Regions from separate parts of the Mus musculus genome. Here all the other regions are linked to region 2. Evidence: chromatin contacts called from public Hi-C and Micro-C data. All regions are on one chromosome and are shown on one strand. Each heading gives the region's core, a stretch centred on a gene start, on an enhancer-like site or on the middle of the called end of the contact. The rest is flanking DNA. Distances are from core to core; before and after follow the strand shown. Region 1 overlaps Lmtk2 (lemur tyrosine kinase 2). Region 2 holds the start of Tecpr1 (tectonin beta-propeller repeat containing 1). Region 3 overlaps Baiap2l1 (BAI1-associated protein 2-like 1).

The links. Hi-C and Micro-C count contacts between places; a contact is called where the count stands out from the background.
Region 1: a Hi-C map of liver shows a contact between it and region 2, with 2.5 times the contacts expected there. The contact joins the enhancer-like site here to the promoter of Tecpr1 in region 2. A contact is called at or near these places in 2 of 39 promoter capture datasets (pre-B cells and stem cell-derived epiblast-like cells), 2 of 15 datasets of contacts at CTCF or cohesin (large pre-B cells and pro-B cells), 6 of 484 Hi-C or Micro-C datasets (the HPC-7 cell line, female germline stem cell-derived STRA8 germ cells, liver and 3 more), 6 of 115 datasets of contacts at active chromatin or transcription factors (the 230-238 cell line, the SCID.adh cell line, effector CD8 T cells and 2 more) and 1 of 9 other capture datasets (pancreatic islet).
Region 3: a contact with region 2 is called in a Micro-C map of muscle stem cells, with 7 times the contacts expected there. The contact joins the enhancer-like site here to the promoter of Tecpr1 in region 2. A contact is called at or near these places in 1 of 484 Hi-C or Micro-C datasets (muscle stem cells), 4 of 115 datasets of contacts at active chromatin or transcription factors (the SCID.adh cell line, bone marrow-derived macrophages, embryonic stem cells and 1 more) and 2 of 9 other capture datasets (adipose tissue and liver).

The regions. Positions count from the first base shown.
Region 1 is chr5:144,157,490-144,160,189 of GRCm38.p6, forward strand. All of the region lies in intron 7 of Lmtk2 (lemur tyrosine kinase 2), which reads left to right. Among named protein-coding and RNA genes, the nearest start is that of Bhlha15, 31 kb to the right of the region's middle. Within about 2 kb of position 1,347, at least 113 of the 459 cell types and tissues checked have an H3K27ac peak or open chromatin away from gene starts, as enhancers often do. A contact at or near this core is called in liver, pancreatic cancer cells, pancreatic islet and 2 more, where this site is marked.
Region 2 is chr5:144,222,254-144,224,953 of GRCm38.p6, forward strand. It overlaps Tecpr1 (tectonin beta-propeller repeat containing 1), which reads right to left and starts at 1,362. Exons shown (of 25, transcript NM_027410.2): 1 at 1,242-1,362.
Region 3 is chr5:144,313,734-144,316,433 of GRCm38.p6, forward strand. The region is part of intron 3 of Baiap2l1 (BAI1-associated protein 2-like 1); the gene reads right to left. Among named protein-coding and RNA genes, the nearest start is that of Gm15708, 38 kb to the left of the region's middle. Within about 2 kb of position 1,303, at least 37 of the 459 cell types and tissues checked have an H3K27ac peak or open chromatin away from gene starts, as enhancers often do. A contact at or near this core is called in muscle stem cells and pancreatic cancer cells, where this site is marked.

The DNA of each region.
Region 1 (2,700 bases), core at 97-2,596, 65 kb before region 2:
GCTGGCTCTCTCCTGACCTCTGGCTCTGAGCTTCTACTCCGTAAGCTTTAGGCTGGGGTCCTGTCAGGTGCTCCCCGTCACAGCCCCGAGGAAGAGGTGCTGGAAGCAACAGTCTTTTTTCTTTCTGTAGGTGGCCTTGGTTTCTGGCCAGCTAGCAAGTTGGCTTAAGAGTGTCAGGTCTGAAGGGCCTCCTCTGCTTTGCACGCTGGAGTTCAGGCAGTTTGGGGCTGTGTGTGTATGTGATCAGGGCCGCCCCTGGGGGTTGCACAGTTTACTTTGTAGTCTGCTCCATGAATTAGAAAAAGCTTCCTGCTTCAGGCTTTCAAGTTCCAAATTTTCAAAATAGAATTATTTTGGAATAGAGTCAAGAACACCATTCCAGAAGAGGGAGTCAGATATCTTTCTTTCTCACTCTCTGTCTTCAGTGAGAATTGCCTTTGATGCAGGCACTCTTCCTACCTGCCACTTTCTCAGTTAAGCTGGAAGTCAGCGATCCCCTGTGATGTTGTCTCTGCCTCACCTCAGGTGGGGTTGCAGGCATGAGCAGGACACCGGGTGTAAGACCATAATCCATCCCTCATGCTTATGTAGCAAGTGCTCTTTGGCTGACTTTAAACAGCTCAGCTATCTCTTAATAACCTAAAGATCTGAAAAGGCATACCTGTCTCGAAGAGATGTCTGTGACGTTTATAAGTTCAAAAACAAGTCTTGGGCTGGAGAGGTGGCGCAGGTTCACACTGCTCCTGCAGAGGACCCAAATTCAGTTCGCAGCACACACCTCAGGCAGCTCACTCCTGTGCGTGACTCCAGCACTAGGGAATCTCACTTCCTCCCCTAGCCTCTGCAGACACACACACACACACACACACACACACACACACACACACACACCTTTTTTTGCTTAAGGAGGGCTAGGATAGTGCTTGCTTACAAACTTAAGGGCCTGAGTTCAATCCCCAGAGCCTACACTAAAAACAAAACCTGAAAATAGTAAGATATTTGTAATCTCAGGGCTGGAAATGGATTTCACTGGTCTGACTGGCCAGCCAGCCTTGTCTCAAAATACAAGGTGGCCAGCACATGAGGAACATTAAAGGTTGTACACACACACACACACACACACACAGGCACACACACACACACACACACACACACACACACACACACAGACACTTACGTCTCTGATCAAAATCACAACATGAAGTTGTCAGAGGCCCCTGGGAAGTGTGTGTAAGGGCTGTTCACCACTGTGTGCTTAAAGATGACAGAGCTGCCCTGACCAGTAGTGCTTTCCTCCTGCTTCCTCAAGGCAAGGCCTCAGCGTCTGGAAAACAAACAAAGACAGATCACATGGCCTGGACGAGATCCAAGCACAAAGCCCAAGGCACAGAACCTTGGAACCATTGGCAGCTGTTACATGCTTTTTAAAGTGACTGCTTCGGGCTGGCTGTGTGATAGCTTAGCTGGTAAAGAACTTACAGGGCCAGAGTTTGACCCCTTGTTTTTTATTTATTTAATTTATTGTCCAAAATATATATCTATCTTGGTTTTTTATGTATATGAGTGTTTGCCTGTGTGTATGTAAGGCCAGACTCACACACTGGCCTCAGAGACCTGAGAGGGCATTGGATCCTCTGGAACTAGAGTTCCAGGCAGTTGTGGGCTGCCATGTGGATGCTGCGAAGAGCCGCCAAGTCTTCTGCAGCCCGAACCCATGTTTTTATGTTTTATAGAAACCCAGTGTGGCATTGTAAGCTTGTAATCGCAGTGCTGGATAGACAGATGAATGAGTGCTGAATGCCTAGCTCACCCAGCTTCCTCAGGGACAGCGAGTACCGATGGCTGGGGGAGTGGCATTGTAAGACTGAGGAGCCACACCCGAGGTTATCCTCTGGCCTCCACATGCACATGTGCATACCTGCATACTCAGATGTCCATACACACTCCTCACGCATGCACACACACACACACACACACACACATGCTGTTTGATGTGAAGGCTCTTGTGGGCACTGTTGTTTAAATTCTTCCTGTGTAGGTGGCCTCCATGTGGCTTTAGTTTAAATTGAGGTTTAGAATGTTGGTTGACTCAGAGGACTTGGTTGAAATAGACCAGTCCACCTGTCTAACCCAAAGTTGTTCTTATGTTAGAAACTGGTCTAGTTAAAATTTGTTTTTACATAATGTTTAAAGAGAGCCTTATCGCAGGGTCTCAGGCAGCCTTCATCTCAGAGGTCATACACACAGTGTGTTCTTAAAGGCCATGTGAACAGCACATGTTGCTGTTACCATTCCACAGGTGACCCAAACAAAGCCTAGTGTCCCTGTCCTCTGCTTTCAAGGTCTCCTGAGCAGCAGGTACTGTCAGGTCACTGAATGAGTGGTGTTTGTACTCAAACTGGCTAAGTAGCCGTCTGATAGCCAGCAGGAGCACAGACCCAGGAGGTAAGGGCAGGAGACTTTTCTGTACACACCTGGTTTGGGTTTTGTTTTCTTTTTTTTACTACTTCCTTCCTTCCTTCTCTTTTTTAAGACCAGGTCTTACTGTGTGAACCCTGAGTGGCCTAGAACTCACTGAGATCATCCACCTTTGCCTCCCAAGGGCTAGGATTATTAACGGTGTACACTGCCATACTCAGCTAAAGAGAATTGTGCATTGTTGTTGGTTTGGGGGTTTGGGGTTTTCGTTGGTTGGTTGGT
Region 2 (2,700 bases), core at 112-2,611:
ACACTAAACTGTAAAAATACTTGTAAGTGAGCCACAATGGCACTTGCTTATAACCCTAGAGCTGAAGAGGTGGATGGATCCCTGGGGTTTCCTGGTTGGTTAGCCTAGCCTAATTAGTGGGCCCCGGGCTAGTGAGAAATCCCAGCTTTAAAAAAACAAAGTGGATGGTGCAGGTTGACCTCTGACTTCCACAGCCGCTTGTGCATCTGCACACACAAAGAAATTAAAAACAAAAACAACAGCAACAACAAGAAAACAGGGCTGGAGAAATGGCTCAGTGGTTAAGAGCACTGACTGCTCTTCCGAAGGTCCTGAATTCAAAATCCCAGCAACCACATGGTGGCTCACAACCATCTGTACAGCTACAGTGTACTCATATACATAAAAACAAACAAACAAACAAACAAACAAACAAAAAGCAGAGCAAGCAGTGGGCAGTAGATGCTCTTGAGGCCACAACACAGCACACAGAAGCCACAAAACGTTTACTTCTGCGGAATCTGTCTTCAGGCTGCAAGACTTCTTCTGGTTTTTCTATTACACCCTCACTCCTGTCTGATGTGCACTGGCTATTAAAGTTGTTTCCTGGCTGCCAAGCGCAGGGACCACTCCAAGGTGATGTTAGGGTTAAAAAAGAAGACAGGAAATATCAGAGCTTGTATGGGAGTGGGGGCCCTTCCTGGAGAGTAAATAGAGTCGGGCCCAGCCCCAGCCGGCAGGAAGCGACCTGGCTTTGATCCCAGTTCCTGCACTTGGGCGACAGGTGGGTCCCCTGCACTGTCACCAGGAGCATATGTCGGAGCTGTAGGGCTGTGACCATCTGCCTACACTAATCCTAAAGCAAGCAGATTTGCTCCCAACGTCAAGGGAGAAGAAAGGCTACAGACAGGCTCCTGGATGTTCCATTTCTCTAAAATCATGCAGGCTCGGCGATCGGCGTCTTCAAATCTCTGCAGTCCTAAGGCTGCAAAGGCTGCAATGGGGGTCATGCTATGAAGCGGGTTCACGAGCAGACATTTAGGGGTTCCAAAGCAGGGGTAGGGGTGGTGCCCTGTAGGTGTGCAGCAGAGAACACAAGTACAGTCCCCTCTCCCTCCCTCGATCGTCCCAGTTAACGCAGCCAATGGAGGAGAGGGATCGGAAAACTGGGAGCACCTCTGCTCTGTGCCACCCAAATAACATCGATCGGAGTCTCCACGGCCCTTGTCACCGATGTTACGGGGACATCGCGCCGCACTTACCTGTGCCCACGCCCGGTGGGGCGGGTTCCCAGCGGAGGCTTCTGTACTCCTCGGTTTTAGCTACAGTCCGGCCCTCCCCCGGCCTCAGGCTAGAGGGCGGGCCGGAAGCAATAATCAACTCAGCGTTGATCGGCCAGATTCGGAGTGACGCAACTGCCTGGAAGCTCACGATTGGCTGCTGCGCTCAGCCGCAATTTCTCCGGCTCGGGGTGGCGCGCGTGCGCACTCTCGAGGTCGCGCCGGGTCCCGCTAGCCAGCGGCGCTCTGTGCTAGTCGGGAGGAAAGGAGCGGGTTGCTACGTCCCCTCTCAGGACTCCGCGGGTCCCAGCGCGTCCTCACATGCCTGCTTCCTGCGCTCCAACCTTCTCCGGCACGTCCCTCCTTCTTGCCTGAAGCACTTCTCGTCTACACCGGCCTGCACCGCTCCCGAAGCGGAGTCAGGTTTTTTCAGGGTTGGATTTCTTTAGTTGACACAGGAGTCTGTTTTCCAGCCTTCATAAGAAAGGATAGTCGTCATTTCTAATTCTTCATTTCTTGTTTAAAGATTTATTTATTCTTATGTGCCTTGTGCAGTTTGCCTTCTTTTGCCTGCATTCATGTCCGTGTGACGTTGTCAGATCCCCTGGTACTGGAGTCACAGTTGTGAGCTCCCATGTGGATGCTGGGTATTGACACCGGGTCCCCGGGTTAGTGCTCTTAACTGCTGAGCCATCTCTCTAGCCTCTTATTAACTTTTTAGTTTTTAAAAAAATATTTATTTGTATGTGTGTTCCTGTGTGCACGTGCGCAATGCGCTAGGTGCAGAGATCAGAGGACAGCTTTCTAAAGTTGGTTTTTTTCCTACCACCGTGTGGGTCCCAGGGTTCGAACTCAGTACTTCAGGCTTCTCAGCCTTTACCTACTGAGCCACCTCACCGGTAAATTCTGTATTATTTTTTTTAATTAGTGTGTTTTAGATTTTGATTTGTTTATGTGTGAGAGTATAAGCAGATGTATGTGTTGTGTGTAGGGGTGTGTGTACCTGTATATAACCCACACAGGCCTGAAGAGGGCATCCACCGGGTGCTCTCTGCTGCTATTCTGCCTGTTCTGAGGCAAGGTTGCCTACTGTCTTCATTAGGCTGGAATCCAGCAACCCCCTGACACCCCCTGGTTTCTGCTCACCTTGGGGTTAAGGTTAAGTCATTTGCAGGGACACCTGGTGTGTTAAGAGGACGCTGGATCTGATTCTGGTCCTCACTGCAGAGCAGGTGTTCTTAATGTCTGAGCCATCTCTCCAGCCCCTCGTTAGTTTTAGGGGGTCTTTTTTTTTTCTCTCCTTACAACATTTATTTAGTGTATGTGTGTCTGTCTCTCTGTCTTTGGTCAGAGGACAACTTATTGGAATTGGTTGTCTAGTTCTATTGTGAAGCGAGAATCCATATTCAATTGAGTTCAGGTTTTCAGGTGAGTGTCTTTA
Region 3 (2,700 bases), core at 53-2,552, 91 kb after region 2:
GTCCTTGTCCAGGGAGAATGACTCTTTGTGGCCGCCATGGAGGGGGGTTATCACTTCCTTCTGCAAAGGAGGTAATTACTGTTTGTTCTTAGGCCCAGCAGCCCTAAGGGAACACCCACAGATCACTCAGAAAACTCTGCCCAGGAATGAATGGAATGAGTGAGGACCTCGGGTGACAGGGAAGCTTTCCCCATACATTCTCAGGGAGGGTTTAAGGAGACCCAAATTTGGGTGGACAATAAAAGACACTGTGCATGTACGTGTGTCTGTGTGATTTGTTTGTTATTTCCAAATCACTAATTTCTTGATTCCTGCTGTTAACAGACACATTTGAGGGAAACCATCAATTTCAAGGGGAACTGACCACCACTAAATATACTGGCCAGGCCTGCTGGACCACTATTATCAACTTAGTAACGTTCTCTCCCTTTTTTAAATGTTAAAATGACATAAAACTTTGGGAGGCTGGGCTGTGGGCAGTGCTTTCCATGGTGTGTGTGCATGTGGTGGTCAGAAGACGGTGCCCAGGAACTGGCTCTCTCTTCCCACCATGTGGCTTCCTGGGAGCAAACTCAGGTCCTCAGGCTTGAGGTAAGTGCATCTTGCCAGCCCCTTCTTTCCCTTTTCAGTTAAGGTGTGGCTATGTTGCTCAGGCTAACCTTGAACTGAGGCTCTGAGTGCTGGGACCACAGGCTTGGCTGGAAAGGCCCCTCGGCAGGCTCTTCCTCCCCCCTTGCCTCAGTGACAGTGCAAGAACTCAGATTCTAAAGTCAGACTATCAACTGAGTGAGTGATCTGAGACAAGTCACCTTGCCTCTAGGCCTTGCACCTATGCCCACCACTCAGGCCTACAGTGAGAACTCCTTGGTAACTGTGCGTGAAATGCTGGGCACCCAGTTAACAGCAAGCATTTAGGATGGGTTACTCTACGGAGTGGGTGAGACAGTCTTAGATTGCTTGTTGGGAAAAGTGGGCAGTGTCTACCAGCACTCATGCTAGAGACCGTACAGGTACATGGTGAGAGTAGGTGCTACACACAGTCGCAGCCTTCAGAAGGTTTGTAATTTTTCTCCACCAGTCCCTTAATTTTCAATCACAAGGCTGCAGGACTCACACAGGAAAGCAGCGGCTGAGCAGAGCAGAGCAGAGCAGACCAGACCCAGGAAATGCCCTGGAGTCCATGGTCACGAGATCTCAAAGGTGAGCAATAAAACTCATGGGCAGAAGGAACGGAGAGTCCCCAGTGCTGCTTCCTTTATGCTTGGATTCTTGCCTCTAAAGAGGACTGGACGGGGAAGGACAGCTGTGGTGTTCTGGAAAAAGAAGTGCAATCGGCCTACAGGAACAGGGGACAAGGTGTAATGTATACAAATGCTGGGCAAATGCATACCAGCCCATAGGGTGGGGTGGGGCGGGATAGCCACTCCAAGCAGACACATGCAAAATGCAGAAGCACCACAAATGTCTGCAGGGAACATTTGTGTAATGTCCCGCCCTTCACCTACAACCTCTGAAACCAGATCATTAATGCCAGAGATGCCAGATACCAGGGCTGTGTCCTAACAGCTGCGCCTTCTCCTCTGCGGTCCTTGGCTGGCCACACCAAGGAATCTTTTCTGGCAGCCAGACATGGTCAAGTGTGACCTAACCTGGGTTATGAAGCATAGAGGGATGTATGTGTGCTGGAGCTTCTGGGCTCGGGTTCCTTTCTAACAGGACACTCCTGGGAAGACAGTTCACTTCCTGTATTTGGAGATCATCAGACCGGCGGTTATCTTGGTGACATGAGATGTGTAGAAGACAAGAAGAAAGAGATGGAGTCTGAATCCTTGCTGAGGCCTGACTCAGCAGGCCTCGCATGGAACAATGAACATGCCTATTGCTTCAGTCACCGTAAGCTGGGCATTTTGTTACGCTTAAGCAAAAGCACACTAGCTTATCCACATAGCAGCAGATGAACAGATGCCAGGCGAGAGTGCCTAAACGGAAACTACGGCTAAAACCCCACTCCATCTTCACCTACAGATTCAAAAGACACACTTAATGAAGCATCCGAAATGATTCATGCTCTTACTGCAGTTATACTGTAGTCTCTGTGCTAGGGATGCAACTCAGAGCTCTGCGTGCTAGCCAAGTAGTATACCCCTAAGCTGTACCGAAGTCCTTCATTATTTATTTATTTATTAATTATATGTAAGTTCACTGTAGCTGTCCTCAGATACTCCAGAAGAGGGCATCAGATTTTGTTACGGATGGTTGTGAGCCACCATGTGGTTGCTGGGACTTGAACTCAGGACCTTCGAAAGAGCAGTTGGTGCTTTAACCACTGAGCCATCTCGCCAGCCCCCGAAGTCCTTCATTTAAAAGTTTTCTAATACATGAATACAATGTGTGTGCAGACCATAGGACACATGTGAAGGTCAGAGAACAACTTTTAAGGAGTCAGTTCTCTCCTTCTCCCAAACATGTCTCTGGAATTGAACCCAGGTTGCCAGCCAGCAGCAAGTACATTCACTGCTAAGACATCTTACCAGCCCCAGTCTTTCCCTGTTTTTTGGAGACAGAGCCTCACTCTATGGCCCAGGCTGACCTTGGGATCCTTCTGTTCTGGCTTCCAAGGGGGTGGGATTGCAAGCATGTGTCATCCATCATACTGTCTTTGTGTGTCTTTGTGCTGGCTAGTTTTATGTCAACCTGATA